3 separate regions of the Mus musculus genome follow, and all the other regions are linked to region 3. A link is a contact called in public HiChIP or PLAC-seq and Micro-C data. All regions are on one chromosome and are shown on one strand. Each heading gives the region's core, a stretch centred on a gene start, on an enhancer-like site or on the middle of the called end of the contact. The rest is flanking DNA. Distances are from core to core; before and after follow the strand shown.

The links. A called contact is a pair of places that touch in the nucleus more often than the background predicts. HiChIP or PLAC-seq counts read pairs in DNA pulled down with a chosen protein or histone mark.
Region 1: a contact with region 3 is called in an H3K27ac HiChIP or PLAC-seq map of T-cell acute lymphoblastic leukemia, with 6 times the contacts expected there. The contact joins two enhancer-like sites. A contact is called at or near these places in 5 of 15 datasets of contacts at CTCF or cohesin (CD8 T cells, the NIH/3T3 cell line, large pre-B cells and 2 more), 5 of 484 Hi-C or Micro-C datasets (the C10 cell line, Sertoli cells, bone marrow-derived macrophages and 1 more), 8 of 115 datasets of contacts at active chromatin or transcription factors (the 230-238 cell line, the HPC-7 cell line, T-cell acute lymphoblastic leukemia and 5 more) and 5 of 9 other capture datasets (adipose tissue, bone marrow-derived macrophages, embryonic stem cells and 2 more).
Region 2: a contact with region 3 is called in a Micro-C map of the G1E-ER4 cell line, with 2.3 times the contacts expected there. The contact joins two enhancer-like sites. A contact is called at or near these places in 3 of 15 datasets of contacts at CTCF or cohesin (CD8 T cells, the G1E-ER4 cell line and the NIH/3T3 cell line), 15 of 484 Hi-C or Micro-C datasets (the C2C12 cell line, the G1E-ER4 cell line, the HL-1 cell line and 8 more), 7 of 115 datasets of contacts at active chromatin or transcription factors (CD8 T cells, bone marrow-derived macrophages, a colorectal cancer cell line and 4 more) and 1 of 9 other capture datasets (embryonic stem cells).

Annotation. Positions count from the first base shown.
Region 1 is chr12:32,168,217-32,173,079 of GRCm38.p6, forward strand. No RefSeq gene overlaps it. Among named protein-coding and RNA genes, the nearest start is that of Gm40374, 27 kb to the left of the region's middle. Within about 2 kb of position 1,340, at least 68 of the 459 cell types and tissues checked have an H3K27ac peak or open chromatin away from gene starts, as enhancers often do. A contact at or near this core is called in CD8 T cells, T-cell acute lymphoblastic leukemia, double positive thymocytes and 1 more, where this site is marked.
Region 2 is chr12:32,102,597-32,107,464 of GRCm38.p6, forward strand. It overlaps 5430401H09Rik (a long non-coding RNA gene), which reads right to left. Exons shown (of 7, transcript XR_872651.3): 4 at 4,608-4,745; 5 at 793-1,012. Among named protein-coding and RNA genes, the nearest start is that of Gm51991, 5.9 kb to the right of the region's middle. Within about 2 kb of position 2,050, at least 43 of the 459 cell types and tissues checked have an H3K27ac peak or open chromatin away from gene starts, as enhancers often do. A contact at or near this core is called in the G1E-ER4 cell line, where this site is marked.
Region 3 is chr12:31,970,489-31,975,340 of GRCm38.p6, forward strand. It overlaps Prkar2b (protein kinase, cAMP dependent regulatory, type II beta), which reads right to left. Exons shown (of 11, transcript NM_011158.4): 6 at 1,562-1,715. Among named protein-coding and RNA genes, the nearest start is that of Hbp1, 23 kb to the left of the region's middle. Within about 2 kb of position 3,198, at least 137 of the 459 cell types and tissues checked have an H3K27ac peak or open chromatin away from gene starts, as enhancers often do. A contact at or near this core is called in CD8 T cells, the G1E-ER4 cell line, T-cell acute lymphoblastic leukemia and 2 more, where this site is marked.

The sequences.
Region 1 (4,863 bases), core at 90-2,589, 200 kb after region 3:
TAATAGCTGAATAGTATTCCATTGTGTAAATGTACCACATTTGCTTTATCCATTCTTCAGTTGAGGGGATCAGGTTGTTTTTAGTTTCTGGCTATTATGAATAACGCTGCTATGATCATAGTGGAGCACATACCCTTGTGCTGTAGTGGGGCATCTTTAGAGTATATGCCCAGGAGTGGTATAGCTGGGTCTTAGAGTAGAACTATTCCAAAGTTTCTGAAAAACTGCCAAATTGATTTCCAGAGTGGTTGTACAAATTTGCACTTCCACCAGCAATGGAGGAGTGTTCCTCCTTGTTCCACATCCTTGTCAGCATCTGCTGTCACTTGAGTTTTTGACCTTAGCCACTCTGACTGATGTAAGATGGAGTCTCAGAGTCGTTTGATTTGCATTTCCCTGATGGCTAAGGATGTTGAATATTTCTTAAGTGCTTCTTGGCCATTAAAGGTTCCTCTGTTAAGAATTCAGAATCTTTTAAATTTCTGGAGGTTTAAGGCGCCAAGCCTATTTACTTACTGAAAGCCGGCAAATGTGTCCATTCACGTTGAGCAATTAGTACCTGAGGAAGGAGTTGCTCTTAAAGTGAGAGGCTGTTTTCTCTGGTGTCTAGAACTGTGAAACTGTGGACTGAGCACAGCTGGGGTGAGAACGGGGTGGGGTGGGGGTAGTCAAGGGTTTGGTACTTCTTTGTGGCTATGAGACTTCCTCAGGGGAAGCCCTTTGTAGCCACAGGGCTGGTAGCTTAACAGAACAAGTGCTTTGTGATGGTGCAGAGGAAAGGTGGTGTGTGTGTGTGTGTGTGTGTGTGTGTGCAGTGGGGACTTGTGTAGACTTACCTACCAAACACATCAGGTTGCAGAAAGCACTGTTCAACCATAAACCTTGCAATGGTCGGAAATGGTGGGTGGCTTTCTGCCAGACAATAGGAAGCTATTTTAATTCTAAAGTAAAACTAGAAGATTCTGGGGTCGATTGCCAGGCGATTGTTCCTCTGCTGAGAGGCACATGGTGCTTGCTGCTCCACACTGCAAAGTGGCCTTGCATCCCTTGATAGGCCACAGGCCCCCTGACTCAGAACCACACCGAGCCCCGCTTAGGGGATAATTCCTACTAAAGCAGCAGGCAGCAAGATTTACTCAGTTGTGTTAATGAGCAAATGCTTAGAAAAGAATCTGACATTAACAAGGAGTGAAAACAGGCTGTTTGCACCTCCTCAGGGGACTTCAGATGCGAGCTGGAAAGCCCAGCAGGACCACACAGGCAGCACCAGGTCTGCAGTTGGGAAGAGCTGCAGCAAGCAGGACTCTCCTGACTGACTTAGTGGCAGGTGGCACCTTCTTCAAAGCACTGCTATTGTTGAACAGAGATCAAGGCCAGTTTTAGCAGTGACTGATCACCATCAGGTAGGGATAAGGCTGAAGATTTCAAGGTCCCTGTTTTCAAATCCCAACTTCCAACAATAGCTTTGAAGCCACTGCTTGATAATAAGGCCTTCAAATTTAGTCCCTCTGCCGCCCTTTGAGCTTTTAGTGCAGCATGATCTACGTTAAGAGACAAAGAGACGATTGTCATTTGGAATGCATCTTTTTTCCCCAGAAAATGAAAATATTAATTTCTCCTGGTTAAGAAACTCGAAACGTCCCCAAATCCAAATGAAAAAAAGTTAATGCACAGAAAAAACTATCACTATTAATAGTATAAGCTATAGCTCCCAGACACTCAGGAGGCTGAGGCAGAAAGATCCCAAGCTCAAGGTCTGCCTGGGTTACAGTGTGAGTTCAAGGCAAGCCCCTGTAACTTAGGGCTATATAGTGAAATAAAAATAAAAATAAAAATAAAAATGGCTGAAGATACAGCTTATTGGTAGTGTTTGTCTTCCATGTGTAAGGCCTTAGATTCAATTCCCTAGTACAAAAAAACAAAAACAAACACCAGTGTGAGTATATATATATATATATATATATATATATATACTCCCAAACTTTTTATGTATGCACATACTTACCACCACTTACATTTTTAAATTGATTTTTGAGACAGAGTATCTAGCATAGGCTGGCCTCAAACTCCTTAAGTATTAGAGAATAACCTAGAATGTCCTCCTGCCCTTAACTTTCACGTTGGGATTAGAGGTGTGCACCATCATATCTAGTTTATTCAGGGCAAGTGGTTGAAGCCTCACTTGTGTGCACTCTAGGCAAGCACTATCAATTAGAGCCACATCCCCAGCTCTTAATTCAATGGCACTTAGCTAATTGATCTCCTGTAGAGAGACTTTAAGGGCTGTTTGCAAATTTTAGTTATTATAAAGAAGTATGGTGACTATTTTTATTCTCTTTTATTATTATTATTATTTTAGTGTGTGTGTGTGTGCGCACGTGCACATGTGTAGACTAGAGTCTACACATCAGGTATCCTTTATTACTCTTCATCTTAATTTTTTTAGGCCAGGCCTTTTACAACCTGAAGCTTACAGATCTGCAGCAGGCAAAGGGGCCTGGTGCACACAGAGAAGCACTGGAGAAGCCAGGAAAGTTAAACGCACTGCTCACCTCTTCAATGGAATGAAGTGCACAACTGTTTCTTCCTAGAGTGCCAGGAATGATGGAGTTTTACAGCCTGGTGGTCCTTTGCTGTCTGATGAGACAGGCTCTGCCCATGTCTCCCAGTATTAACTTATCCCAGACCCTTTCCCACTAGATCTTAAGCATTGCTCTTAGACCATTAAACTCATTTTTATGCGTGATGTCACTTGCTCTTTACAACAGCCCAAGTGTCTTCTGTGTTATCTTCGAGCCAGACCAATCTTGGCCCCCACAGGCATTATGTATTACATCAATTGTTCTCCCTACAACTTTATCTTGAACATTGTTTCCAAGTCAACAAGAAGTCATCTTATGGATGAAGCCATATGTTCTTTGCAAAAAGCCTCAATACAAACATGTCTTAAAATTGTTGTGAACTTGGGACTGAGTTGTTATCTGAATACCTTTCTTCTCCCCCCACCCCTGCCCCCAATTGTGCTGGGCTTAAATATACCTAAAGTAAAACGATCTGAGCCAGACTCTAGAAGTTCTGGTTTAGCGCTGGTTACAATAAAATCAGGCTGAACCGAGTTCCATTCTTATCTAGTCCTGATCATTTTCCCCTGACCGCTGTGAAGCCTGCAAGGGACCACCACACAAATTCTGCTAAATTGGCTGGTTAACTGGCCCCAGAGAGAACTCTGTGTCCCTGCCTCTGCTCCTCAGCACTGGTCTTATAGACACACTCTGATGCCCAACTTTTATTTGGGTGCTGGGGGGCTGAGCAGGTCCTTATGTATGCACAGCATGCACTTTATCCACTGAGCCGTTTCCCCAGCTCCTTGTAACTATTTCTGATGATTAGTCTTCACACACTTCATCCTTTCTGATGGACAAATTCTTGGATGTGGACCGGCTGAAGCAGAGAATAGATAAATGTGATAAATGTCATTACTTTGTTGAGGTACCCTTCCCCTTAAGTCAGCACCAGACGTGGCCAGTAACTAATCGTTGCTGATGGAAGATGATCCTAAGTTATTTTGATTGTACATGTTTAATAAACAATGTATTGGGTTTGCTGTCATGGTTACTGGACACACACATTTTATTCTTCTGGAAATTCGATATTTTCAAGAAGTATTTATTTCTTACCCACTGAATTAGAGTTTCTCATCATTATTATCATGGTTTATATATGTTTAAATTGTTCTGACAGTAGCAGAAAACATCAATAACTTCTGGGATACTCATCCGATATGATTCCATGGAATGTTGTTATTCACTTGGAATCAGTACCCTAAGGATATCAGAACCAAGTATCCCAGACTGGGTGGCTTAAAATGATAGAAATAGATCTTGCTACAGTTCTAGAGGCCAGAACTCCAAAATCAAAATGTTGGCAGGGCCATGCATCCTAGGAAGGGTCTTAGGGAGGATCTTCTGTGTCTTTTCCCTCCAATTTCCTTGGTCTGCAGAAGGTTCATTCCAATATTGTGCTTGCCTCATGTGTCACTTCTCTGTATTTAAGGATATCAGTTATTTAAACACATCTTAACTTGAATATACATATATAATCTGTTTCCACGTAAGATTACACAGATACTAGAGCTAGGATTTCCATGTCTGTCTTGGGGGTGGGTCAAAATTCAACTCACAAAAAACCTACTAAGAAGTAAATTGCTCACTGGGATTGTTGCTTGGCCATAGAAAGCTTGCCGTGTGTGTGTGTGTGTGTGTGTGTGTGTGTGTGTGTGTGTGTGTGTGTGCATTCGGGTGCTGCCCCTCCCCAAAGAAAATCATTGACTTGAAACTCATTGCCAATACTACATTGGGGTTAGGGAGATGGTTTAGTCAGTAATGTGCTTGCCACACAAGCATGAACACTTGAGTTTGTATTCCCAGAAAGAAAAGCAGGGTGCAATAGTCTGCATGAATAACCCCAGCATCAGTTAAGAGGGTTGGAAAGGTTACAGCTACAGGAGGTCCTCTGCAGCTTGCTGGTCAACTATTTGAGCCAATTGGTGACCTACAGTTTCAGTGAGAGAGTCTGTCTTAAGAAAATTAATATGGAGTATAATAGAGGAAGGCACCCAGTGTTGACCACTGGCCTGTACATGCAGGTACACGTATGCATATGCACCAGAACATACATGTGCATATATCCACAGGAACCCATACACATGCACAAATATCACATACACGCACCAGTGCAGACACACACACACACACACACACACACACACACACACACACACACACACACGAGTAGGAACTGGGACTCAGTCCATCTTGTTGCGTCCTCAATTCCTCGGCACACTGTGCAGTTTCTCGTAGGCAA
Region 2 (4,868 bases), core at 800-3,299, 130 kb after region 3:
CACGTTGATTTTATGTTTCATCCCCTGTGACTACCTGGGGAGAGGAGGGAGGGCAGTCACCAGAACCCCGGCAAAACGCTAGCACTTTAGGTGCTGTGACTTAGATGGACAGAAGCTGAGATGCAGGGCAGAGGAGTCTCTGCTACAAAAGATGAAATACATTTGCCTCCCAAAGGTAACTTGTAAAGAGAGTTGGAGATATCCATCAGTGTTTCCCCAAACTGAGCCCATTTCTCAGCTATGATAGATGTTAGATAGCTGGTTGCTGGAATGTCTCACACCAGCACAGAGTCATAGTCAAGCTAGGAGGGCTGTTAGAGAGGATTGTTTTTTTTAAACTATAATGCCCTGTGGTCATCTCAGAGAGATCAGACTCTACCAGGTGGCTCTCCGGGTGATTCCTATACTCTGGTTTCTGTGTGGACAATCTTTGGTGAGACTTGCCTTACCCAGCTCCAAAGAAATTTTGTTTAGTAGGGTTGGTACTGCTTTTTTCCCCCTTCCCTTATACCAGAGATCAAATCCTAGGGCTTAGTACATGGTAGGCAAACACACTACCACTGAGCTGTATCCCGAGCCAGGCTGGTCTTGAACTTGCATGCTCTTGTCCCATCATTCCATATGCTTAGGGCTATAAGTATGTACTTCCAGGCCTGGCTCCAACTCTCCGTATCATCCAACCAATCTCAGCTGATGCTGACACAGGCGCATCTCTGGCCCATGTGTGACTACTGTATAGTGCTTGCGTCTCCATACTACTTACATCTCCAGGGTTTTAACCTTACCACTCACCTCTAATTCTCAATACACCTGCTTTCCTGGGCCTTGTCGCTGAGGCTCTTTACCCCAAGAGTTGTAATTGTGCTTCTGAAACACAGCCAAGGTCTTCACTTGTCACTTGTGCTGGATCGCTCCGGGATAGTCAATGAAGTCCAGACGGCAACCGTACAGTACAAAGATTGTATCAGGACTTCTCCACCTCGTGCTTCTGACCACAAATCCTGAAGTCATGCTCCAAAGAGCAAGAGTACCAAAAACAACACTGTCACCAACCTTAAAATGTAGTATGAGGATTGCTTTGTAGAGTCACAGTTAACTCGTTGCCTACCACCTATTTGAAAGTATTTTTTTTTTTCAGCTACACCTAAAGATAACTAGCTCTCTAAACCTTTCATTTGCACATTGCTGTTTGAAGGTGTGTCCTTATTATTTTACCAACTGTGTTTTTGTTTTGTTTTGTTTTTTAAGCCACTGCTCAAGTTAATGTCACTGACAGATGGTAAGTTCGTGTGTTCTGTGATTTGAGCTGTCAAGAGAAGTGTTAAGTGCACTTGTGTCCAACTCAGATTCCACCCGTGCATACGTGGTGGTTTCTCCAGGCTCCTGGAACGCTGGATGCTTACGACAATCATCGTAGCTCCATCCAGGCGGGAAAAGTGAGTAGGCTTTGGGGTGAATGAACCTCGTTCAGACTCCAGCTATTCTTCTTATCGGCTGGGCAGTAACTTAGTCCTTCAGAGCCTTAGGTTTTTGTTTGTTTGTCTGTTTTCCTTCAGAAAGTGAAATTATGATACCCCCCTCCAAGACCTGCTTTGGCAATGATTAAGTGAAATAGAGAAGCAGTTATCCTATGGGCAAAGTACTCAGTAAACATTGCTTCCCTCTTTTTATTTAATAGATAATTTGAACGTTGGGAGTGTGAGTGTGAACATTTTTTAAACTCAGCTACAAGAAAGTATGAGAAAGAAAGAAAAATCTTTCTAGAAAAGAGTGTTTTACTAACCCTGAGGAGGTCACTCACCTAAGGGTGACTGGGTTATAGGGAACCAGTTATCAGGAGGGGCTGGGCAGGGGGCACTCTGAGTGCTGGCTGGGAGCCAGGCAGGAGAGCTAAGGTAAAGGCCAAGGCCAAAGCCAAGGCCAAGGCCAAGGAAAAGGCCCAGGGTGAAGCCAAGGAGATGAGAAAGAGCCAAGAAGGGGTGTATGCCAGGGTTCCAACGTCAGCACTGAGCAATAGCAGGAGTCCTCTGACAGCCTGGAGGACGATAAGAGGAGGCCAAGGGTGAGCATGGGGGTGGAGGAGAAGATAAGGAGAAGAAGGCTGCATTGGAAGGGTGGTGGATCCTGGCCAGACAGCCATCTCAGAAGCCAGACCCTAGGCCAACATGGTCATGAGACAGTTATTGCCTGCTGCGGTCATGAGACAGTTATTGCCTGCTGCGTTCAGAGTCATTCTTGTCTTCCTATATGACGGGCTAAGATTTCGTTCCTATATTATTTCTTGTCGCTTAAAAAACAAAACAAAACAAAACACCAAGTGCCAATGTGTTCTTTTATTTATTTAGATACTAGTCTAGGAAGAGTGGAATAAATTAACTCTGAAATCTCAACCATAAAACACAACAAAAGCGTGTTGTAAGTTCCTGTCACGGTCCTCTGTAAGTCTGAGAGGATACATGGGGAGAGGGGCTTCTACTTCAGGTCATCGGGGCCAGGTTCCTCTTATCAGATGGCCCCTCTGTCCCCAAACAGGGATTCTTAAGTTGACTTCTGTTTTCTTGAGACTGAAGTCTCATTATGCCATTCAGTGTAACCTGAACTCACTTTGTAGCCCAGGAGAGTTTCAAACTAACAGCAATTTCTCCTGCCTCTGCCTCCTAAGTTCTGAGATTACAGGCATAAACCACTGTCCCTGGCCTGCTCTCTCTCTCTCTCTCTCTCTCTCTCTCTCTCTCTCTCTCTCTCTCATTCTTCCCATTTTGCTGTGCACTCCTTTGGGCAATTCAGTGATATTTCATATGTGTTTACTCAGCAGAAGAGCTTCAGCTGAGTAGTGAAACACGGCATACAAAGAAGGCCATTTAGAAGTTTTATACTGTTAAAATGATAAAATACAAATTATCCTTTTTTAAATTTATTTATTAGGATGTCGGACAGATGTGATTGCTGGTATGCAAGGAACCATTGAGACACACGAGGGAACACCCCAGCAGACATGTTAACATAGCAGGCAGAGTATAGAGGAGCTGAGTTCTGACAGACAGAGTGCTCAGACCGACACTGGGCAGTAATTCTAGGCTCTTTTTAATTGAGAGAGAAACAAATTTGTTATCTTGCTCTGAGCCATTGTTACTTAAGGAGTTTTGTCTTTCTTACTGCTGAACCTAATTCTAAATCATACATAGATTTGGGACTTTGAATAGGAACCAGGTCATGACAGGTTAATCTAATTGACATGGAGTCAATAACAAACTGGAGGTACCTTTGATCGGCTCAAGAAAGATGGAAACAATGCAGTCATTCTCTGTAAAACAAGGTGGGGTGACAAGCATTTTTTAAACCCCCCCTGTGGATCTGGAAATAATTTGAGGCTAAAGGAAAACCTGTGTTTGTTTTTGTATACATGGGTCTGACCTGGACGGCTTGTAAATGGTTCCCTTCCCACACTTCTAGGTTTTATTTAGGTTAGAGTGCTGGACCTGCTTATAAACACTGCTCTGAGCTTTTAGAGGCAGCAGAAGCCAGGGCCCAGCCTCCTCCATGACAGTTCCACGCCAGGGAGTTCAAAGCCTTAGGGGAATGTCAATGTCCAGGACACTAAGCCTGAAGTCTCCACCACAGTCACTTTATGATTTTAGGTGGGGCTCATGGGGAGTGAAGCACTCAAAACTAAACATGCTACCTGGTAACTTGTGTGAAATTAGAAGGAATTCTTTTTTCAAGTGACTGGTTGTGTTAAGCATGGGGGAAAGGCTCTGAAAAACGACAGTTAACAAAAGTTCTTATATATTTTTTAGTGCCAACACATTCCAGATTTGAAGGCTTAGGCAAGATTATTTCCCTGGTCAAGTCTGGGTTCTGCGATTGGCCTAAACTTCCAGGAATGGCAAAAAGTAAATAAAATATAAAATAAAATAAAATCAATAATCAGACCATGTGAGAGAGAGTTCCAGAAAGGGGTTTGTACTGGCTGGTTTTGGGTGTCAACTTGACACAGGCTGGAGTTATCACACAGAAAGAAGCCTCAGTTGAGGAAATGTCTCCACGAGATCCAGCTATAAGGCATTTTCTCATCTAGTGATCAAGGGGGAAAGGCCCCTTGTGAGTGGGACCATCTCTGGGCTGGTAGTCTTGGGTTCTATAAGAGAGCAGGCTGAGCAAGCCAGTAAAGAACATCCCTCCATGGCCTCTGCATCAGCTCCTGCTTTCTGACCTGCTTGAGTTCCAGTCCTGACTTCCTTTGGTGATGAACAGCAGTGTGGAAGTGTAAGCCGAATAAACCCTTTCCTCCCCAGCTTGCTTCTTGGTCCTGATGTTTGTGCAGGAATAGAAACCCTGACTAAGACAGGGTTCTTCAGATTCTCCGCAAATACTACTGAGTCCAGGGTCTTGAGGCCAGGAAGTGAATAGATGGCTCTGCTGTTGTCTATTATATTCACGCATGAAAGATTCTATTTAGAGTTTCATCTCCCAGATGGTAATAGCCCTAAACTCATATTCTGGGCATTCAAGTTTTACAACCCAGTAGGCATAGAGAGACCAGATGAAGTTATGTCAGAGACATACAAGTCAGTTTTGTAGCTCCTAAGGTTAGCAGAATTGTTTACCTGGTGCTTTCCTATGGCAAAAAGGCTGCTAATACTGGCTTGACAAGCTAAGGATTCTAACTTCCATTTCCAATTGCCACTGCAGCTATGTCCGAGTACGTGATGTGAGGGCTATAGCCAAGCGTGTCTGTCCTAGACCTTAAAGTGAGAGGACATAAGAGAAGGAGATCAGAGAGGCAGTCCATCAGCAGGGAAGTAGAGATAAAGGCTCTAGTGGCAGCTGCCAGTGCTGAAAGCCAGAGATGCTAAAGGTACAGGTGT
Region 3 (4,852 bases), core at 1,948-4,447:
CTTCAGCTCTGCGTTCTGCTACCTGGTGAAAGAACCCACACAGCTCCTCTAGCGCCTCAGCCAAAAATGTCTGTGAACCAACACTTAACAGAATTTCTACCATTCAGACTTTATTTAAAGATACAGCCTGAGAATCTCCTGTCTGAAATACCTGAGACCACCCCCCACCTACCCACCGCCCACTCTCCCCCCTCCTCCCCACTCCCAACTGCCCAGATCCTGAGAAATCCTAACGAAGAAGCTTGGGAGCATGTTTCAGGTCTAAACATGAACTTCATAGTTCATATATATCTCATATACATGGTCTAAAGGTAAAGTATAAGAAGTGTAATACGCCTTGCATTTTGACTGACCTGTAATAGTAGGGGAGGTATAGAATTTTATAGTTGTGGAATCATGTTGGTGCTCAAAAAAGTTCTGGATTGGGGGCATTTCAAGCTTTGAGTTTCTGGATTAGGAATGCTCAGTCCATCCTAGCATCCATGTCCCACCCAAAGACAATGGTCAGATTTGTGTAGAATCCCGGCAAGACTTTTTTTCCAGTATCGGAAATGAAAAGAACAGGTATTTTACTCTACAATGCCAATCATTGAATACCACTACCAAGAGAACTGGTTTGTTTGTTGTTGTTGTTTGCTTGCTTGCTTCCTTCGCTCTTTTCCCATGCTTTTTCAAAGTGCAGCACACATCAGAATCACATGGAAGGCTCCTGCCAGTATAGGCTTGCTGTGCCCCGTTTCCAGAGTTCTTGGTGCAGGAGCTCTTGGGATGCCTGGGATGTTTCTAAGAAGTTCCCAGTTGTGACTTTCAGTTGGTCACTCTGAAAATCACTGGTTTACAGACTACACTACTTACTTCAGAGATCTAGTTGAGAAAAAGGCTGTGGATGTGTGTGTGTGTGTGTCTATGTGTGTGTGGTACAGTATTCATACTTGTTAGTTGAGGGTATGTGCGTATGTGTGATCGGATGCTTGTGCACGATGCACATGTGCATATAGAGGCCAGAGACTGATGTGAGATGTCTTTCCTGGGTTGCTCTCCATCTCGGAAACAAGGTCTCTCACTGAACCTCAAGCTCACTGATTGGCCAGACCGGCTAGCCCATGAGCTTTGGGGATCTGTGTGTCTCCACAACTGCTTCCCCGACGTTGGAGTTAAAGGCACAAGCCACTCTGCTCAACTTTTTACATTGGTTCTGGGGATCCAACAAAGAGCCTCGTTCTCGTCCAGCAGGCACCTTACTGACTGAGTCAGCGCTCCAGCTGTTGTGGTTTTTAAGCATGGACAAGAAAGGAACACTGTGGATCCGATGTCATTCCCAAAGGCCAGTGTGTTCAGGCTCCTGACTTGGGGAGAGACAGGACATAAAGCTTTGGTTCAGCACAGACTTTGTGCTTAACAGTGTAGCATCTTAGCAAATGCTTAACGAATGCCAATGACTTGTGATCCCAAATAAAACCACCAATCAAAATTAAAATACAGACTGGGGATATCTGCCTATCTACTGCCATGATAATTTTCAAAAACAACAACATTTAGGTCAAGCAAATATTTTACTCACCAAACCCCACAGAGCACCAGGAGAGGTAGCAGTGATTGTAGCTGCTCTGGGTGTATTGTACATTAAGGCCAGTTCTCCAAAACTCCCACGGTTATCATAGTTACCGACGCATCTTCCAACGCCATCACATTTTACATAAATATCAAATGTTCCTCTGTTGGACATATATAAATTCATATGGAAGTCAGAGACAGTGTGACTCAGGCAACATTAGTTACAGTGCAGCAGAGCTTCAGAGAAGAGCCCCGTGCAATGCAATCTTGATGCTGCCTGCCTATCCCTGATGATAACAGTGTGTGCTCATCTGTTCCAGACCTATTGAAATGGCTATCAACTACACCAGGACAGGGACAACCCACAGGGAAAAGGGAACTAAACAAAGTTAGAGTCAGGGATAGAGTGTGCGCAGAAAGTCATCTCTGCAACATACACCAAACACTAGCTGGACTTGTCTCAGACAGTAAGAACTGTGAGGTATGCCAGGTCATTGACTGCGTACTTAACAGACATGTATTAAGTACATGGCTTCTAAGACCAAGCGAAAATGGCTATTTTTTTTTAAAGGAATTCAGTTCTAACAATCTGCTGATGAGTCCTTTATAAACTATGGCAGGAGCTGGCCCCCAGGCCAGCTGCCAATAAAGTCTTATTAGAACACAAATGTTGTCTTTATTATACATAGCTGGTTTGGGTTACAAGCAGAATTGAATTTTTAGGCCATATTGGCCCATGAAGCCTTAACACTCCTTCCTTGACCCCTCACTTTAGGTCAGCTCCAAGCTGAAACTAGAAAGTGGTAGGAGATCAGACCAAGCTTCCGGCCTTGGTCTTTCTGTAGATGTTTCTGTGTTGGTTTTCCCTTGAGAAAACAGACTCCATTTACACGTCCCTGTGCTCAGGTCACCAGGCCCTACACTCATATAAGCTATTTTTCTCACAGAGCCGTCTTCCCACATTCTGTACTCAGTAGAGAACATGGTTTCAAGGCTGGCTGGGGTACCTGGGAGGCAGCTTTATTCTGTTGGTAAAAATCCTGGACAAAGATGTGGTAGTGCAAAAGCGGACAGTTTTTTGTTTGTTTGGTTTGGTTTGGTTTGGTTTTGGTCTTGGTTTTGATGATAGGGTTTCTCTGCCCTGGAACTCACTCTGTAGACCAGCCTGGCCTTAAACTCACAGAGATCTGCCTGACTCTGCCTCCCAAGTGCTGGGGTTAAAGGCGTGCACCACCAGCTGGCAGGGACAGCTTTTAAGGATTAGGAAAAGACTGTGACTAGTAAAGAAATCTACAGGAACAGAAACAAAAGACATTACCTAATACGGGAGAAAATGGTTGCCCTTTAATTTGTGGATAGAATGGTGCTTCTGAGGAAACACCCTAGAATTTGTTCCACGGATAATTACTTTTAAACCAGTATTTTAAACCCTGCCATTTATACTGAAAAAAGAAAAGAAAAAAATATAAAACCAAAGTGCCCTGGTGAGGGTGAAAGCAGCCCAGCGGAGAGCCTCGGTGGGAGGAGGGCCTCAGTGGGAAGTCTGTAAACAGGTGGCAGCTGCTCTTCGTACTGACTGACGTTATGAGGCCTCAGGCAGTGCATGACAGAGCAATGAGCCTGAACAGAAGCTGGTGACAGGAGATCTGGCTGTGGGCCAGACGCACTGACTATGTGGGTGACCTCAATCAGCAGCCCAGCTCCTGTGAGCTGGAGTGGTTCCTATGCCAATGGGAGGTTAGGCTCTGACTGGAGAGCACGTTGTAAAACACACCCACTGCAAGAACTGGACTGCACCTGGGGCTCTCACCTATCACTCAATTAAAATTTAAAAAAAATGAGTGGATTTCTAAGCGGTTTTGTTAGTGAAGGCTGTGACATCAAAACTATGACTCTGCCGTACACAAAGGGATATGTCGGGGTTAGGCTCTATCCCTAACCCTGGCTAGCGTTGCGGTGGAAGGGCACCAGGAGAAAGGAGAAATGAGCCAAGGCCCCAACTGAAAGGCATGACGGCATTTTACCCAGGGAACTGCTGGGCAATGCGGGGCACACACCTTTAATTTCAGCACTTGGGAGGCAGAGGTAGGCAGATCTCTGAGTTTTGAGGCCAGCCTGGTCTGCAGAGTGAGTTCCAGGACAGCCAGGGCTACACAGAGAAACCCAATCTCTTGAAAAACAAAACCAAACAAGAAGAAGGAGGAGGAGGAGGAGGAGGAGGAGGAGCAGGAGGAGGAGGAAGAGGAGGAGGAGGAGGAGGAAGAGGAGGAGGAGGAGCAGGAGGAGGAGGAGGAGGAGGAGGAGCAGGAGGAGCAGGAGGAGGAGGAGGAGGAGGAGAAAGAGGAGGAGGAGCAGGAGGAGCAGGAGGAGGAGGAGAAAGAGGAGGAGGAGGAGCAGGAGGAGGAGGAGCAGGAGGAAGAGGAGGAGGAGGAGGAGCAGAAGGAGGAGGAGGAGGAGCAGAAGGAAGAGGAGGAGGAGGAGGAGCAGAAGGAGGAGGAGGAGGAGCAGAAGGAGGAGGAGGAGGAGCAGAAGGAGAAGGAGGAGAGGAGGAGGAGGAGGAGCAGGAGGAGGAGGAGGAGCAGGAGGAGGAGGAGGAGCAGGAGGAGCAGGAGGAGGAGGAGGAGGAGAAGGAGGAGGAGGAGAAGGAGGAGGAGGAGGAGGAAGAGGAGGAGCAGGAGGAGGAGGAGGAGGAGGAAGATGCACAGTTGCACAGTTCCTATATGATTAGGAAAGGGAGCCAAGAGGAGGTGTAATTACCAGCTGACCACAATTCTACCCAGAGGACCAGAACTGCTAGTAGATCAGGTGGGGAGACGATCTGTGTTCCTCACAAAACTGAGCAGCTAGGGACACCAACTGCCACAGAAACCCCGCCTGACTCTAAGGTGAAGAACACCCTGCTCATGTGCTACGGAGGGTCGGAGGCTCATCTATCCACCATATTGTTCTCTGGTTAGGTAAAACAGTCGAAGATCTCTGAAACCAGATTGTCAATACTAGTAAGTGCATATCCTTTCTGTTTAATAAAATATTTTCTATGTGTTCAAGGTCAACCTGTCTACACAGCAGGTGCCAAGACAGCCAGAGCTACATAGTAAAACCTATTTCAAAAAACAAACAAACAAAACAAAACAAAAACCACTCTAAAACATTTTAAAAGACAACTATAATACTACCCAATTTCTGTGAGGACACAGGAAGTGCTCACTCTACTGGTTAAAGGATACTAAAACAGTAGGGGAAAAGGCTCCCTTCCTTACCCTATGCCTTCTGGAATACCTGATTCTTTTAGTTAATA